2 separate regions of the Sus scrofa genome follow, and region 1 is linked to region 2. The links are chromatin contacts, called in public HiChIP or PLAC-seq maps. All regions are on one chromosome and are shown on one strand. Each heading gives the region's core, a stretch centred on a gene start, on an enhancer-like site or on the middle of the called end of the contact. The rest is flanking DNA. Distances are from core to core; before and after follow the strand shown. Region 1 overlaps PRR5L (proline-rich protein 5-like). Region 2 overlaps TRAF6 (TNF receptor associated factor 6).

Evidence for each region. HiChIP or PLAC-seq counts read pairs in DNA pulled down with a chosen protein or histone mark.
Region 1: a contact with region 2 is called in an H3K27ac HiChIP or PLAC-seq map of alveolar macrophages. The contact joins two enhancer-like sites. A contact is called at or near these places in 11 of 47 Hi-C or Micro-C datasets (adipose tissue, blood, epiblast stem cells and 5 more) and 1 of 2 datasets of contacts at active chromatin or transcription factors (alveolar macrophages).

Annotation. Positions count from the first base shown.
Region 1 is chr2:24,749,190-24,755,298 of Sscrofa11.1, forward strand. The region is part of intron 2 of PRR5L (proline-rich protein 5-like); the gene reads right to left. All of the region lies in intron 1 of LOC106507997 (a long non-coding RNA gene), which reads left to right. Among named protein-coding and RNA genes, the nearest start is that of PRR5L, 60 kb to the right of the region's middle. Within about 2 kb of position 3,517, at least 1 of the 83 cell types and tissues checked has an H3K27ac peak or open chromatin away from gene starts, as enhancers often do. A contact at or near this core is called in alveolar macrophages, where this site is marked.
Region 2 is chr2:24,617,049-24,622,896 of Sscrofa11.1, forward strand. TRAF6 (TNF receptor associated factor 6) reads left to right here. Exons shown (of 6, transcript NM_001105286.1): 5 at 2,917-2,994; 6 at 4,593-5,459. The coding sequence ends at 5,459. Among named protein-coding and RNA genes, the nearest start is that of TRAF6, 12 kb to the left of the region's middle. Within about 2 kb of position 2,608, at least 2 of the 83 cell types and tissues checked have an H3K27ac peak or open chromatin away from gene starts, as enhancers often do. A contact at or near this core is called in alveolar macrophages, where this site is marked.

The DNA of each region.
Region 1 (6,109 bases), core at 2,267-4,766, 130 kb after region 2:
TCTTGGACTTTCAGATTCAAGATCGAATCACACCACTGGCTTTCACGGGTCTTCAGCTTGCATGACTACTTTCAGCAAGATGACTTGGCTTCCATAATTGTGAGGGCCAGTTTCTATGATAAATTTGTGTGGGTGTGTGTTCTATTTCTCTGGAAAACCCTTGGCTAGTCCAAGTATAAACAAACACATTGTATTTTGGTCACATTTCTTCAATGGTTTCTTTCCTCTGATAGAAGAAGTAAGTACCTATAGAGCTGTGCATGGCTTTCAGAAATTTCAGAAATTTCACTATCCCTTTATACTCTTAAAACTTACGGATGATCATCAGAACTTTTGGTTTTCATGAGTTGTGTCTGTTGATATGTTATATTAAAAACAAAACTGAGAAAAAATTAAAATAATTATTAATTGGCTTAAAAACCATGTTAACATCAATAACGTATTTTTGTGAAAATTGGCTAAATTTCCCAAAAGCCAAATATATGCAGTGAGCTGAGCAGCATTATTTTTCAAGTCTGCAGATCTCTTTAATGTCTGGCTGCCGAGTAAATCACTGGATGCTCAGTATCTGCTTCTGCAGTCGATCTGCTGCAATACAGATGCAATGTCATGTAGCCTCTGGAAAATTCCACTGTGTATGTACTAGCGTGAGAAAGAGTGCGAAAGGCAAATAAAGTCGTAAGATCATCATCATCATTATTAAAACAGCTTTGAGCTCATGGATCCCATGAAAGGATCTTAAGCAGCTAAGACCAGCTAAATAATTTGCAGCACAAACTGAAAATGGGGTCCCCTTGTTCAAAAGTTGCTTCCAATTTCAAGACAGGACCAGCAGAGCACTAAGCCAAGTGCCAGCCTTTCTAGCTGGAGGCCCTGTGTGTCTGCAGAGGTCCTGAGGGCAACTTCAAAGGTCCCTGGACCCCACTCTGAGACCCGCTACTTCAGAAAACTACCTGCAGCTTGCATCAAACACCTAAGTTAAGACCACACGTATACACCAAAATGCTACAGAGGTAGCAGTCTTCGTGTGTGTGTGTGTGTGTGTGTGTGTGTGTGTGAGTGTGTGTGTGTGTGGTTGTTGCTGTTGTTGTTTGATCATCCATCATAAATGTTCTTGATCAACAGAATAGCCATAGCAAGGTAAAAGCATCACTTGTGCAGCTTTTCTCCCTGGGTGCCCACCATAAAACCTGCCCTGTTCAGCCTGTCATTACACACACACACACACATATCTAGGGGTGTGTTGCACCCCTTGTGTTGCAAATAGCTGCACACCAGATATTCATCATGGTTTCCTGTTTTGTGTTTTTATTGTGGTTATGGGCTTTGATCAGTCAAACTGATATCCATAGTCACCATTTTCCTGTTTGGTGTCTGACACATAGTAGGCACTCTACGATTTTGCTGAGCTGAATTTTATAGTTCCGGGGGTGAAGGCAAATTCTTCTTCTACAGATAGAGGCTGTTAACAACCGATGGTTATTAACACAAATACACTGTTTGATCCTCTTTCCTGAGAACTAGGCTCTTAGGCAGATCCACAGCCCATGCCCAGTGGGTGGACTTGCACATTCAAATGACGACACATCAGTTTCCAGCAACAAACGGGCAGTATTGCCTGATGTTGCTGAGGTTCAGCTATATATACAGCTAATAAAGACAGATGTTTTTCATAGCATTTGGAAGGAGGCCCTTAGAATCCTGGTAATGAAGTAGTCCATTTCATTACACACATTTGCAAATATAATACAGAGGTGTTAATTAACTCTTCTGGTCAAATCACCTCTCTCTCCAGCACAGAGGGGAGGAAGGCTGGCCTCCCTCCCACCCTAAGACAAAAACTGCACAACAGAGGCATTAAACCTTCACCTAAAATGGCAGGAACTTCTTCTATTCCCATGAGAAGTTAGTACTGCTGCAAGAGCAAAGGACCCTGGTTCTTGAGTTCAAATCCACCACTTCACAAGATAGGGACATGGAGGCTCAGAGACCAGAAAGGACTTTTTTTTTTTTCCCCCAAGATCAAAGAGCTATCTAACAGCAGCTCTGGGACACACACCCAGTTATCCAAACAGTTAGATAACGGACCATCCAGACCAGGAGAATGTGGGCTTTCAGCACAGTGTGGATCCAGCTTACTAAAAATTTAACTACCAGTTCCTCAGGGGATCATCAAGTCAATTCCCAAACATCTTTTCCAAATGCATCTGGACGCCAAACCCTCCGCTAGTGCCCTAAGCACTATCCCTTCCCCAATATCTGCTTGAGACATCTTTCCCCCCATTTCTGCATCTTTATCCTCGTCTCTTCCACCAGCCCCTTTTCTTTCCCTCCAGTGTGTATTCATCGCCATGGGGAGAAGAAAAAAACAGGCTCCACGTGGCCAGCTGCTCCTTGTAGTGATAATTCTATGTCTCTCTCCACTATTACTGGCAGACTCCTGGAAGTGATCTATACATCAAGGCCTCCCTTTTCTCACCTCCCTTGACTCCTGGAAGCCCTTGCAGTCTGGCTGCCATCCCAGTGCTTTACAGAAACCACCCACCCAAGGGTCAATGATGTGCTTGTTCTAAATCAAATGGCTTTGACTTGGTCGTAACTCTCTTTGACGTCAATGACGGGGCTTCTCTCATAGCGATAGTCATCGTGACAATACAGAAGCTTTTATACTTAAAAATAGGTCAGGTCTTAAAAAGCCATTTGTAAGTTTAGTAGTTAAAAGGGCTTTGGAGCCAGACTGCCTGGTTCACATCTTGCACAACTGACTGGCTGGATCCCTTGTGCCAAAGCTTCCAGATCACTAAACTGGGAACGTGACAATACCCAGCTTGCAGAGTTTCAGTGAAAGTCTATGAAGTATGCTTAGAACACTGACAGGTACATATTATACCCTCAATAAATGTGAGCTGCTATTGCTGGTATAAGATTTGCGAATCTAAGGGGACCGAGAAGGGTTTGTTTGCAACATTCATTCGCGTGCCCACTAAGCAGAAGCACTAGTTGACATTCTAAGGTTTCTAGTTCTCCTTGCTACTGTCATACATCTCTCTCAGGTATAGTTCCTTAAAATAGATCAGTCTGGAAATCTATAGAGGCAATTGGCACTCCCTCCCCAGGTGGTCTCCATAAGTATCTCAGAGATCTATGGTATCCACACCCCAATCACCCAAGGTTCATTTTATTTTTTATTTTTTATTTTTTAAATCTTTTTATTTTTTGGCCATGCTCAAGGCACGTGGAAGCTCCCAGGTCAGGGATCAAACCCTTGCCTCAGCAGTGACCTAAGCCACTGCAGTAACAACACCAGATCCTTAACCTGCTGAGCCACCAGGGAACTCTAGCCAAGGTTCATTTTAATGCGGAATGGAGTCATACGAACTTAGATTATGCAACACCCATGGCTTGCAACAAAAATCTCCAAGTGGCACTTTCCACTTTCTGCAAGCTAAGCCCTTGCGTTTTCCAATCCCTAGCTGGCTCCTAAATCTGCATGAGGTTTCTGGGGTTGATGCTCTGTTCCAGTCTCCTATTCAAGATTTTTTTTTTTTTACAGCCACACTTGTGGCCACTTCCTGGGCTAGGGGTCAAATAGGAGCCACAGCTGCAGGCCTACACCACAACTATGGCAACACGAGATCTGAGCCACATCTGTGACCTACGCTGCAGCTTGAGGCAATGCCGGATCCTTAACCCTCTGAGCCAGGCCAGGGATCGAACCCACATCTTCACAGAGACAACGTTGGGTCCCTAACCCGCTGAGTTGCAATGGAAACGCCTGAGATTTTTTTTTCCATTTTGCTCTTCATTTTTTCTTGCTAATAACTGTAGAGTGTGCAAGCTCAACATTTTCCACATACTGTATCATCCCCTCTTTGTTCTACATGATGGTGAGTTTGATGATGATGACAACGGAAGATATTTCTTGAGTCCTTACTATGTGTTAAGCTCAGTTCTCTGCCCATGATGGTCCCCACTGCCCCCACTTTGCCTCAAAGGCACATGCAGAATTCTTCCTCTCGCTTTCAATTTTAAACAATGACTTCTACTTTCATTTCCATTATGAGCAAGTCTCTGAGTAACATGTTCCACACTCTCCCTGCTCTTGTGCACATGAGAAATAAAGGATTTAGTAATATTCATAAGACACCTTCAAACCAGGCACAACACACCCCCAATAAGCCATAAATAAGGGGCAATCAAAAGGCTGAAGTTGGAGTTCCCGTTGTGGTGCAGCGGAAGTGAATCCGACTAGGAACCATGAGGTTGCGGGTTCAATCCCTCGCCTTGCTCAGTGGGTTAAGGATCCAGCGTTGCCATGAGCTGTAGTGTAGGTTGCAGACGCAGCTCAGATCTGGCATTGCTGTGGCTCTGGTGTAGGCCAGTGGCTACAACTCCGATTAGACCCCTAGCCTGGGAACTTCCATATGCCATGGATGCGACCCTAAAAAGACAAAAAAGGCCAAAAAAAAAAAGGCTGAAGCTAAAATAACTGTCCCAATGACTTCTTTCTCTTTTTGGTGGCAGTGGGTGTGTTTTACCCAGAACACAACTTTTCTTCCTAAGTTTAAAATAAGCTGAAAGATGATTAGAGAAGCTTCTGTGGGATGGTTGAGTGTTCACCAGGTCCCAGGCTCTGTGCTAAGAAGCTTTACATGCATTATCTTCTTGAATCTTCTAAACAATCACGAGCAGAGTAGTGTTAGCATCTCTATTCTGCAGATGAGGGAACCGAAGTTAAGAAAATAATTTGCCCTACTCAGCGGAAGCCAAGATTCAGACCCAGGCATATCTGACTTCAAAGCCCATGCTCTCAGCAGCTCAATTCCTAGGCTAATTCCTGCAGCGGGATGTTCTCCGGGTTGTCCATCCACATCTGACAGTCTCTTTTCTGCCTTCTCTCCCTTCTCCCATCCCCCGTGGGGCTTTTAAGTCCTGGAGGCGGTCATTCATTTTCACGTCATCCCTGATCTTGCCTATAAACATTTTAAACTCATCCCATTCACTCTGATCTCTCTAAAGACCTCCCTTCTGGCACATAGTACGTAAACAACACATATTTGTTGAATGAAGGAACAAATCACTTTTCTAAAGATTATTTGGAAAAGAGTAATCACTTCATTCTCGAGGAATGATCTAGAGCTCCAAATTTTGAGATTTTCTGGGTTTGGAGTTCCCATCGTGGCTCAGAGGAAATGAATCTGACTAGCATCCATGAGGACACAGGTTCGATCCCTGGCTCGCTCAGTGGGTTAAGGATCCGGCGTTGCCGTGAGCTGTGGTGTAGGTCGCAGATGCGGCTCAGACCCCATGTTGCTGTGGTTGTGGTGTAGGCTGGCAGCTATAGCTCTGATTTGACCCCTAGCCCGGGAACCCCTAAAAAGACAAAAAAAAAAAAAAAGATTTTATGGGTTTGGCTTATGCGATGGTGGATGTGCCCATTGTAAGCACATTGATACAAGGCATTGGTTCTCAACCCTGAGTGATTTTTGTACCCCCACCTCCACCACCCTGAGGGCATCCAGCAGTGTCAGAAAGACTTTAAATCCTCACCACTAGTGGCATCTCGTGGCAAGGATGTCATTAAACATCCTACAATACACAGGACAGTCACCTATAAGAAAGAACTACCTGGTCCCAAATGTCAGGAGTGCTGAAGCTGAGAAACCTGATATACGGGTTTGCTCTTCCTCTACCTGGTGTCCTGGTAGCTGAGGTGGGGCAGGGATGTATAAGCCCTCTATTCATCTAAGTGCCAAGTACCATAACCCAGGGTCCAACTGCCCTCTTATTTGAATGGAAGGAAAAGGAAAAATTGGGGGATCCCACTTGAGGATCCAGAGACATAACTTCCCTCGTCTGCACCTCCTCTGCCCCACCACGCACACACCCTTCCTCCACCCAGCTCCTCACTGTCTCCACCGGGACGAAATGCCTGCTCGATCTGCTCTCCTTCTCTCCAGGCTAAATCCTTGAGAGATTCAGGAGCTTGACCTGGATGCCCCGTTTCCCCTAACATGTGACATGAGGCACATTTGCTCCCTCTTCATCCTCTCTCCACCTTCCCTCTTCTCCACTTTCAGAATCCTTCTTCATGGAAAGTCCTCCAGGG
Region 2 (5,848 bases), core at 1,358-3,857:
GCCAAGGCTTAGAAACAACCCAGATACCCATCAACAGACGATTGATATAAGAAGATAGGGTAGGAGTTCCCATCATGGCGCATTAGAAATGAATCCAACTAGGAACGATGAGGTTTCGGATTCTATCCCTGGCCTCACTCAGCGGGTCAAGAATTCAGCATTGCCATGAGCTGTGGTGTAGGTCACAGATGCAGCTTGGGTCTGGCGTGGCTGTGGCTGTGGCATAGGTCGGCAGCTGTAGCTCTGATTAGACCCTACCCTGGGAACATCCATATGCCGTGAGTGTGGCCCTAAGTAGACAAAAGACAAAAAAAAAAAGAAGGGTATATGTAAACAATAGACTATTACTCAGCCATAAAAAAGAATGAAATACTGCCATTTACAGCAACATAGATGGACCTTGAGAATATCCTGAGTGAACTAAGTCAAAGACAGATGTCATAGGTTACCACTTGTGTGTGGAATCTAAAAATAATGCAAATGAATGTACACACAAAACAAGTAGACTCACAGGCATAGGAAACAAATTTAGGGTTACCAAGTGAGAAGGGGAGGTGGGAAAGGATAAATTAGGAGTGTGGGATTAACAGATACAAACTACTAAACATAAAATAGATAAGCAACAAGGATTTATTGTATAACATAGAGAGCTATATTCAATATCTATAGTAACCTATAATGGAGTATAATATAGAAAATATAAACATGTATAACTATTTTATACGTGAACCCAACACAATATTGTAAATCCACTATATTTCAGTTTTTTAAATATGAATTTTTTCAAATAATATACTTTCAGAAAGAACAAAATACTCAGCTCTAAGTGCCTAAAATTCTTGTCATTAACATAATACCTATGTTTATGTATATTCATAAAAGTTCCAAACAAGCCTAGTAATTATAAGATAAAAATAATTTAAAATGTTCATTTAAAGAACAAAAAAAAATCTTCATAAGGAGTTCCCATCATGGCTCAGCAGAAATGAATCTGACTAGCATCCATGAGGACGCAGTTTCAAACTCTGGCCTCACTCAGTGGGCTAAGGATCTGATGTTGCCATGAGCTGTGGTGTACATTGCAGATGCATCTCGGATCCTGCATTGCTGTGGCTGTGGTATAGGCTGCTGTTCCAATTAGACCCCTAGCCTGGGAACCTCCCTATGCCATGGGTGCAGCCCTAAAAAGACAAAAAAAAAAAAAAAAAAAAAAAAAAAAAAAAAACTTCATAAGAAATACATTTTTCTACACTGTGAAATAAGGATTTTAGGTATCCAAAAACCAGTTGAGACAGTAAGAGAGAAATGAATGAAATAAAAGAAAGCAGATCTATTCAATAGCAGAACATTATTTGCAACCATGACCTCTGAGACATATTGGAGATTTTGAAATTTCCAGAATCTGTAGCCCCTCTGCTCAGCTGTCTATAGACCACTGATGGGACATAATCAGAAGTAGGAGTTATAATAGAAAACTATTCATTTTTTTTGTTAATAAGAGAAAGGAAAATTCCATCTGATTGTTATCTTCTGACATTTGGAGAGTTACCCACAAAATATGAATATTAGTCACTAAATATTTATGTACCCATGAAATCTGCAAACCCAGAGATCATAATTGATTACTTTACTAAATGGGAACAAGCAAAACCTGTCACTCGACTAAACTTTTCCATTCATCTGTTGACAGAGTCCTTTAGTTTTTTTTTTTTCCAACAAAGCCTTAATTTGAAGGTGTTAAACTTGTTTTTGCTTATGAAGTCTCACCTCCCTGGTTTTTCTTTTTGTTCTGTTTTAGTATTTAAAGGAAACCATGTAGCACATCTAAAACTCAGCAAAAGTAGAACTTAATGTAGGAAAAAACCCTAGTGAAGAGTCAGAAAACCTAGATTTTGATCCTCACTGTGCCACTAACTTGCCCACTGATCTCTGGGAAGGAAGTTGACATTCTCAAGCAGTGATCAGCAAACCCGCCCACCATCCAAATCTGGCTGCTGCCTACTTTTGCAAATAAGTTTTATTTGAACAGAGCCATGCCCATGTGTCTGTATGTTGTATATGGCTGGTTTTGTACCATAATGGTAGAGTTGAGTACTTAGGACAGAGACTATGGAGCTTATAAGGCTGAGAATATTTACTGTTATGACCCTTTACAAAAAATTGTCCTGACCATTATTCTAGATTATGAGAAATAAAGGATTGGATTAAATAGTTTCTGATGTTGTTTCTGTTTGAAGTATCTATGATTATAGCTAAACTAATTTCCTAAAGGTAATTTAGTACCACTTTCAAAGAACATGATTCTTCATAATGGATCTTACCTTAAACAATAATTTTCAGAGTCCCAGAATCAAAGGCTGAAACTTTCTTAACCCTTTTAAGTGCTTAAAGTATCCTTTGAGTTGCCCCATTGTAGTCAGAGCGTGCCCAGGTTAACAAAAAAAAAAAAAAATAAGATTTATGACAAGTGGTCAAGAGGGAAGTATTGGATGTAATCAGTGGCTCTAATGTATACAGTTTACTGGCCCCTGTTGAGTAGCCTGGACCACAGTGTAGGGTGCTAGTTGAGTTTACAGTCACGGTTGACATGGGAAGGTGCTTTTTCTTTAAAATACCACTAGAGGGTGCCAGTTTCTTGGCAGTAGGAATAAATTCATTTCCTTGAAATGAATTTTGAGTGATTTGGGGGCATAGTATGAGATGATAACATTACCTTGCTCTGTGACTTTTGGAAATAAGTATCATTTTAATCTTTGTGGACTAACTAACATGTTTCTGTTAGAACTATAGCCATAGGCAGTATATAATTTTATTTAGAGGAAATGTAATTCTTCATTTCAAGTGTGATCTTGTCCAACAAGATTATGATATGCAGGGAAAAACATTTTTCAACCTTTTTTTCTTTTTGGTTTTCAGATGCCCAATCATTATGACCTGGACTGTCCTACAGCCCCAGTTCCATGCACATTCAGTACTTTTGGCTGCCATGAAAAGGTAAGGTTCCTTTTTTTCCTTTTAATTCTTGACTATAGATCAAGAAAATTGAACTATATAGTGTAGCGGAGGATACAGTTGTGATGGGAGATGGCTGACATGCAGTGTATATGTGGTCTTAAGCTCCAAAGAGAAACTGGGACTCAAGAGTATTGGTTTGGGGAAGTTGTTTGTGATAATAATGGAGGGTGTGATTGGGCTCACATGAGTAAATGTGCACGGGGAAAAGAAATAGACCAGGAAAGGAACCCTGAGTGAACAGTCTTAGAAGTTGGTGAAATAAGCAAGGAGAAGGAAGGTATTGCAATCTCCAAAATTAGTTTCAAGACCTAGTGATCAGTGTCAAATGTCTGAGAGAGACTGTTCGTGTAAATCTCTCTTTCTGGAGAGTGCCGCGAGTGCAGTAACACTTTCGCTTTTCCACTGTGCTTTTTTAATTTCTAATTTTTTTTTTACAGTAAGTATACATTTAATAATTTAAAAAATAAAATGAGCAAATAGTATATAGTATGACTACACTGTGGGAAAATTCTGTATTGTTTGTGAGCATACAGAAAGACTTAAAGGAAATGTATCAATATGTTAATGGTGTTAGGTGAAATAAAGCAACTCATTTTCTTTCTGATCATCTATATTTTCTATAATATACAAAAATTACTCTTACGATAAAAAATTATGTCATGAATATTTTTTCATATCAAAATTAAAATATTGATGACTTTGGAAGATGCTGAAGACAGGAAAGATTCCATTTTGCAATAGATTTATAAAAATAAATGAGGGTTTGGGGTCATTGTAGACGGACTACTTTTGGTTATAAAAGGAAGAGGGAGGAAAATAGTATTAGCTCGAGGGAGATAAAAGATCAGTATAGAGGTTTGCCTTTTTTGTTTGTTTGTTTGTTTTTGTTTTGTCCTTTTAGGGCCGCACCAGCAGCATATGGAGGTTCCCAGGCTAGGGGCCGAATTGGAGCTATAGCTGCCAGCCTACTCCAGAGCCACAGCAACGCCAGATCGGAGCCACGTCTGCGACCTACAGCACAGCTCATGGCAATGCTGGATCCTTAACCCACTGAGAGAGGCCAGAACCCGCAACCTCATGGTTCCTAGTCAGATTCGTTTCCACAACGGGAACTCCGAGGTTTGCCTTTTTTTATAAGAGTTTAATAGTTATATACTGAGGGAAAGAATTAGGGGGGATGTTTAACAGTAAAAGAGACAGGGGGTAGCTAAGCAAAACCTCTGAGGTGTTGGAACGGGGTGGGTGCCAGTTAGAGCTACAGGAAGCATCGCTCCGAGACCAGAGGAGAGTCAGTTCTGAATGAGAAGAGAAGGATGGGCGTAGATCCTGATACTTTGACAGGTGGGAGAGAGGTTTATCTGAGTGACACCTGGAATATTCAGCAGATAGCCTCGGTTTTTCAGGGAATTAAGAGGTGAGGCCACCTCTGGATTGAGAATCTGATGAAGACAAAGAAGGTTGTGGGGGATTGAGGGCAGTGATGACATCAGTTAAAAACCTTTTATTTCACATGGCCAGGTCCCTTTCCTAGTCCTCATATGTCTCTTCCTAACCTCAGGCCTGTGCTTGATTTGTAGATGCAGAGGAATCACTTGGCACGCCACCTGCAAGAGAATACCCAGTCGCACATGAGAATGATGGCCCAGGCTCTTCAGGGTTTAAGCCTCGCAGTAGCTCCTGTACCTCAGCGTGATATGCTTCCCTATGATTCTTCCCCTTTGTCTCGGATTTCCTCTGGCTGTTGCTCAGACCAGAATTTCCAGGAAACCATTCAGCAGTTAGAAGGTCGCCTTGTAAGACAGGACCATCAAATCCGGGAGCTAACTGCGAAAATGGAAACTCAGAGCATGTACGTAAGTGAGCTCAAACGAACTATTCGAAGCCTTGAGGACAAAGTTGCAGAAATAGAGGCACAGCAGTGCAATGGGATTTACATCTGGAAGATTGGCAACTTTGGGATGCACTTGAAATCTCAAGAGGAGGAGAAACCTGTTGTCATTCACAGTCCTGGATTCTACACAGGCAAACCTGGCTACAAACTGTGCATGCGTCTGCACCTGCAGCTGCCCACGGCACAGCGCTGTGCCAACTACATATCCCTCTTTGTCCACACCATGCAAGGAGAGTATGACAGCCACCTCCCTTGGCCCTTCCAGGGAACGATACGCCTTACAATCCTCGACCAGTCTGAAGCGCCTATCAGGCAAAACCATGAAGAGATAATGGATGCCAAACCAGAGCTGCTTGCCTTCCAGAGACCCACAATCCCACGGAACCCCAAAGGTTTTGGCTATGTGACTTTTATGCATCTGGACGCCCTAAGACAAAGAACCTTCATCAAGGATGACACTCTATTAGTACGCTGTGAGGTCTCCACCCGCTTCGACATGGGTAGTCTTCGGAGGGAGGGTTTTCAGCCACGAAGTACGGACTCGGGGACATAGCATCCCCGCCTTGTTTTTAAAAAAAAAACAAAAACTTATCTGGGAGTTCCTGTTGTGGCTCAGTGGTAGCAAACCCAACTAGTAACCATGAGGACTCAGGTTTGATCCCTGGCCTCTCAGTGGGTTAAGGATCCTGTGTTGCTGTGAGCTGTGGTGTAGGTTGCAGATGCGGCTTGGATCCCAAGTTGCTGTGGCTGTGCTGTAGGCCAACAGCCGTAGCTCCGATTCAACCCCTAGCCTGGGAACTTCCATGTGCCGCAGGTGCGGCCCTACAACACAAAAGCAAACAAACAACCCTCATCTGGAAAAAACTGTGCCTTTACTTGCCCTGTACTCTACAGTAATATGCAAACAAAAAAAGCAGTGGGAAAGATGCAGTACCCCTCAGT